Linked DNA regions of Macaca mulatta: region 2 is linked to region 1. The links are chromatin contacts, called in public Hi-C maps. All regions are on one chromosome and are shown on one strand. The core of a region is the stretch at or near the end of the contact, and the rest is flanking DNA. Distances in the headings are between cores, read along the strand shown.

Region 1 (3,046 bases), core at 327-2,826:
CTCAGGGAGTTAAAGAGATGCTCCGTAGTAAAGGGGAACATCTTGTGGACTGTCAGATGGCCAGCCATTCTTCATCTTCATTATCCCAGCAAAGAAAAGGTCCTTACCCATCAGGATAACACCATTAAACTAACTGTAAGAGAAGAATGAAGGGATGATGGAGGAAGTCTCCCTGAACTTCTCCTGACAAAGGGGCTAGTCCACAACTGAATGAACTAAAAAATCCGCAAAGCTTTTACACGAAAATCTTGATCTCCAAGTATGTTTAAAAGTGTAAAAAGACAGAGACACACACAAACACAAAATCTAATGCACATTTTAAACTTTTGTACAATCAGTTCATGTTTGTAGTTGATGACTGGAACTCTTTTAACCTTGATTTCCAGGTACGTAACTCTACAAAATTGTTTATCTTTTTTATTTCCCCTAAAATGAGAAAGTGACTGAAACTGCAAAGAACATGCCCCTGTTCTCCCAATCTAAAAATCCGGAGTTTCAGACATTTTGGTCTCACACCAAAGAACTGGGAGATGTGAAATGAACTGCGCTCCATATTGATTCTTAAAGCAAATAAGAAGAAAAACAAAAAAAAAAAGCTAAGAATGGTAGGTGAGATAAAAGAATTGTTAAATTTCACCTCTAATCTGAAATCTTCGACCTCGCACACACAATATCAAGATTTTCTTACACCCTATTCTTCAACATAAAATATTCTGCAAAGGAGAAAAAATCTTGAAAAGAGTGGAAAGTAGAGGAAACAGAGTAAGTACAGTAAGGAGAAAGGATTCTAAATTCTTCATTTACCAAGAACAAAAGAATTGAAACTTAAATTGCATAGGAGTTCTTACACACAAATGCATTGGCATTTCCCAAATCAAACTGCACGGGAGCAACAATACAGGCCATTTCTATACAGCACCCACTTACGAGCTCTAATTCCAGAACACACACCGATATGACATAGTGTTGCAACCAATGTATTAGGAGGCAAAGAAAATGGTTGGGCTACTGGACGTCTTCGACCCGCTCATTCAAATACCTTTAAAATTAATTAAGGGGCAGGGAACTAGAGAGAGAGGAAGAAAAAAAAATGGAAGAATAAAGGCGCACCGAGTAGAAAAGATTAAGGGGAACGTGGAAGGCCGGGGCTGCCGAAACTAACCTGTGCCATCGCTGGCGGACGCCGAGAGGGCCGGAGATGAGAGTTTAGGCCGCTTGGCTGAAGGCGGCCCCGGTTCCACCACATTCTCGGCCATTTTTAATTCTTTCGGAGATACAAGCGAGGAAAACCAGAATCCTCAGGAAATCTCTTCTTCGGCCCAGGGTCCCCGCCCCGCACCCAGGGGTGGGCTGGGGGGCTCCGACGGCACCCGAGGGGATAGGGGAAGTTCCTTATTCTCTTCGCCGGGTCTCAGTGGCTGGAGAGGGATGCGGACTCGATAGAAAAGGTAAGGGCAAGTGCGAGGGGCCGGGCCTGGGCCCAAGCCCGGAGGAGGGCACAGGAGCACAAATTCGCCGAGCGCGTCCGCTGCGGCGAATTCCCGAGAACTCGCGGCTCTAGAGGCGCAGTCCTCGGCCCGCCACGGCCGGCCCCTGCCCAGCCGAGGTCTCTCGGAGCTCCGCCGCCGCCATCAGCCTCTTCCTCCTCGGCGCTGTCCTCCTCCTTCTCATCGCCACAAGGAGGCGGGGGCGAAAAGGGGGGAGAGGAGGAGGCGACAAGAGACACTCACCTCCTCCCCGTGCCCCCTCCCGGGCCTGCGCCCCCACCCTCCGAACCCTCCTCCTGCCGCCGCGCTCCGCGCCGCCGCCGCCGCACCGGCCCCTAATGGCCGCAGAGAGCTCGCCCGAGCCGAGAGCCAGGCTGGCGCCGCCGCCTCACATCGCGCGGCGGCCGGCGGAGGCGCGGCAAGGACGCCGGGAGCGGAGCCGGCCGGACCAGAGGGCCGAGGGGGCCGGGCCGAGCAGCGCCACCCGCACGCCCGCGCCGAAGCCGAGCCCACCGAGGAGGCCCCGCTCCGCCGGCGGCGGCGCAGGCGGCCCCTCCTCGCGCTGCGCTCCCCTCCGCCTTCCTCTCCCGCGGAAAATAAATAAATACGGCCGCCGCTACGGCCCCCACCGCCGGCGGCCAGGTGCTGGGAGCGCCCGCCCCCCGGGGCTCCGCTCGGGGCCGCCCGCGGCGGCGGGCTAAGGCGCCGCGGGGCGCGGGGTTATGTAATGGTCCCCCCTAGGCGTCGACGCCGGCCCGGCTCCGGGGCCGCGGTGGGGGTGTGTGCGGACGGGAGGGGGCTGGGGGTCGCCTCAGCCCGTGCGCCCCGGGCCCCCTGCCACTGTCTCGGCCCCTGCCGCCTCTCTCCGACCCGGCTCCCCTCCGCACTCTCTCGCTCCCGCAGTAAGCACTCAGCCCGGCGTCCCGCTTGCCCACTCTCGCCCGCTCCCTCTCGCCCTCTCTCCCCCCCAGCCTAGCACACAAACAAGATGGCGGCTGTTGTTTCTTCCCTCTGCCGAATCCTCCTTACAGGATAGCGGTAGCGACGGCGGCCGGAAATGAGCCAAGAGGGGGGTGAAAAAGGGGAGGGGCCGGGCCTCCGAAGGGAGGCGGGGCCTAGGCCCGAGCCGCTCACACAATGGGGGAAGTGGAGCCGGGGGCGGGGCCTGTTCCAATCACGGGATCCGCCCTAGGCCCCAACGCGGTTAGCGCTTCCGCAAACTCCCCCGGCGTCACCCGGTGGCTCCCTTTAAAGGGGAGGATTTTAGCGGGGGGAGGATTTTAAGGGGGGAGGGGCGGGGGCGGACTCAGAATCTATTTTCAGTCGGTGGATAGTTACGAGGGAAGGTGCCTGGCTTTGGTGTCTGCGTAAGGGACCAGTGGGAACCGGGACGACGGAACCCCGGAGCTGCGCCGAGGAAGGCGCCAAGTCGCCACTCAGGTGGCCAAATGGGAGCGCCCGTCGGGCGGCCCTGCTCTTCGGCCCTTGGGCGGCGGGTCCCTCAAATCCCGGTCGAATCCACCTGGCAGGGTGTACCCACTGCTGGCTGTTCCGGGCCA
Region 2 (3,046 bases), core at 159-2,658, 150 kb after region 1:
CTTGCAGTGAGCTGAGATCCGGCCACTGCACTCCAGCCTGGGAAACAGAGCTAGACTCCGTCTCAAAAAAAAAAAAAAAAAAAAAAAAAAGATAATAATTCCAGTAAGAGTTTAATTAAAAGTGGCATTTCATTCATTCAACTCTGGTTTCCTCAATTACAAGTACTCCCAAACCTTCATCGCTTTCAAACCCCAGTCTCAGTGCCTAGTAACTTCTTCACCACTTTTCACATCACAGCTTCAACTTGGAGGAAAAGCCCCTACTTCTATTATTCTTCAATATGGCTGGCTGTAACTGAGCAGCAGTGGCCACAATGAGACACCAAAAAGCACTAGGAGGGGGGGGATATTGTCAGTGTTTAGCCAGATGTTCCAGGAATATCTTCCCTATTTCAGAATCTCCATTTCGAATAGTTTTCATGTTAGGTGGGAATCGACACTTTTCTCCCAAACTGTGGCAAACCACTAAAATGCATTTCATGCAAAAGACACGTTCCATTTTTGCTTTCCCCTCTTACCAAGTCATTCGCAACTAGTACTCAACCCTTCCGAAATGCCACAGGATTTGGGCTCGGATTTTCTTAACAAGTTCCACCGTGCTTTTTATTATTATTTCGGAAGGGGGAGATTCTGAACGTGACAGAGAATCCAAGAGTGGGGTGGTTGTGGGAAAAGCCAACAGACGTCTCAGAACACCCAAGCATTACACTCCAGACTCTAACTCGGCGGTGTGAGGCCCAGAGATGGGGTTAATGGAGGCCTCGGTTCAGCGAGGAACAAGTCTGATCCCTTCAAGTGAGAGGACCCCAAGCAAGCTTCAAAAAGGGGCGGAGCAAGATCACTAGCGGGGCTCCTCAGAGGCCTCCAATGCGGTAGGACCTCAGGTTCCAGGCTTTCGCCGCACTGCCCCATCCTCCACCGCCGCAGTCGCTCTGACTCCCCATTCCACCCACCCCACCCCACCCCACCCCACCCTACCTCACCCCACCCTACCTTCCCCCACCTCTCAACCACTCCAGTGACAGCTCAGGCGCTTGGCTCCCGCCGCCAAGTCGCAACCCCGCGTATCTCAACAAGCAGCTCTGTGATTGGCCCCTCAGCCTCACATCGAAACCAACACTTCCCCTGACAGTGGGCCGCCGTCACGCCGATCAACTCTAAGGCCCGCCCCCCGACTTCCTTTCGTGGTACCCGGTCCCAGGAACGCCCTAAAATGAAACCCTTTACTCCGCGCCTCGACCATCCTCGGGCCTGCCAGCCAGATCCGCGCCTCTCTAGCTTCCCTGAGGAAGGCGCTGGCGAGACCCAACCTTTTTCACTTCAAAGCGCTTCTTGCCCGCGCCGCTGTTGGTGCCGCTCGGGGTATCCACATCCATCGCTGCCGCCATTTTGGAAACACACGGTCTGTCGTCCGACCACCGCGCCTGCGCAGCAGCGCACACCTCGTTCCCCCAGCCTCCCCGGCACCTCCTCCCGCACCCCACCCCTTACTGGCGCGCGTGGGGGAGGTGGGGGCGGAGCACGTGACCACGCCTCTTAAAGGGGCTATCGCAAGTCGCCCCACCCGCGAAGTGTCGGCCGGGGAGGGGGCGGTGGCCGGAGTGGGTGGGGCGGGGCGGGGCCGGGCGGGGCCGAGGCTACGTGAGCTAGCCTGGTAGAAACGTTCGAAAGGGCTCGAGGTCGCCGCCTCCTCTGGGAAGCCCCCGGCCGCACTCCATCAGCTGGGGCGGCGGCTGCTTCCTCCGCCTGAGTCGGACCTGCGCCGCAGTCCTGTCCTGCCTACCGGGCTCGCCCGGTCGCCGCGCGACTCCCATTGCTAGCCGGGGTGGGCGCCCGCCGCCTGCCCCGAAACCTGAGAGCCCTCGCTGGTCTTTCGCAGACTCTGACCCACCTCCGAGCCAGGCCCAAGGCGCAGTCCGCGTGGGAGGGCTGGGGCCCAGGCACCGTCTGGTCTCCGATTTCTGTTCGGGAACTGCTCAGGGATCGATGGGGAGAGAGGAGAGCCCCGAAGGTCCTCCCTAAGGCCAGACTGAGCAGGCCCCCAGTGCTGCCCTCATCCCCCCGCCAAGCCTGGAGGGTGGCCTCTGCGCCCGCTTAGTCGCAGTCCTAGGACCGCCTTTGGTCGTGGTGCGCGGTTTCACCGTGGCGTGTGTCAGTCCCCACTTCTCATTCCTCAGTTGTCATCTTGTGTAGGGTGATTTCTCCCCAGTCTGTGTCCTCTTTCCGCTACTTGTGCTATAGTGAAACCGACCCATCTGCAGTCGCTGTATTTCTTTAATTTTTGTGAAGCATTCTTTTTGGGGTGTTTTTTTGAGACGGAGTTTCGCTCTTGTTGCCCAGGCTGGAGTGCACTGGCGCGATTTCGGCTCACTGCAACCTCCACCTCCCGGGTCCAAGCGATTCTCCTGCCTCAGCCTCCCTAGTAGCTGGGATTACAGGTGTCCGCCACCACGCCCGGCTCTTTTGTATTTTTAGTAGAAACGGGTTTTTACCATGTTGGCCAGGCCGGTCTCGAACTCCTGACCTCAGGTGATCCGCCTGCCTCGGCCTCCCAAAGTGCTGGAATTACAGGCTAGAGCCGATTTTTTTTTGTTTTAAATAGAGACAAGGTCTCACTCTGTTTCCCAGGCTGGTCTCGAACTCCTCGGCTCAAGCGATCCTCCCACTTCGACCTCCCAAAGTGCTAGGATCACAGGAGTGCGCCACCGCGCCCGACCCAAGCACCTGTACTTTGTGTCACTCTCCCTTTTCTCGCTAGACCAGGACTCCCTTTGACATCTCTAACCTTGCAGAGGTATGACTCCGCCAGAGCACTCTTAGATCTCGTACAGGTGATTTGAAGCCTTTTATTTTCTCTTAAAAGATAACTGGAGAGTAATGGAGTGTGCTGACACTATTGCTAAAGAGAAAGAATTGGCCAGGCGCGGTGGCTCACGCCTGTAATCCCAGCATTTTGGAAGGCCGAGGCGGGTCGATCACCTGAGGTCGGAAGTTCGAGACCAGCCTGGCCAACATGGCGAAACTGCATCTCTACTAAAAATACAAA

What was found. Hi-C and Micro-C count contacts between places; a contact is called where the count stands out from the background.
Region 2: a Hi-C map of liver shows a contact between it and region 1, with 4 times the contacts expected there. The contact joins the promoter of RBX1 here to the promoter of EP300 in region 1. A contact is called at or near these places in 6 of 14 Hi-C or Micro-C datasets (CD4 T cells, blood, cortical neurons and 3 more).

The regions. Positions count from the first base shown.
Region 1 is chr10:10,427,027-10,430,072 of T2T-MMU8v2.0, forward strand. It overlaps EP300 (E1A binding protein p300), which reads right to left and starts at 1,577. Exons shown (of 31, transcript NM_001266486.1): 1 at 1,163-1,577. The coding sequence starts at 1,256.
Region 2 is chr10:10,580,016-10,583,061 of T2T-MMU8v2.0, forward strand. It overlaps RBX1 (ring-box 1), which reads right to left and starts at 1,409. Exons shown (of 5, transcript XM_015150450.3): 1 at 1,311-1,409. The coding sequence starts at 1,388.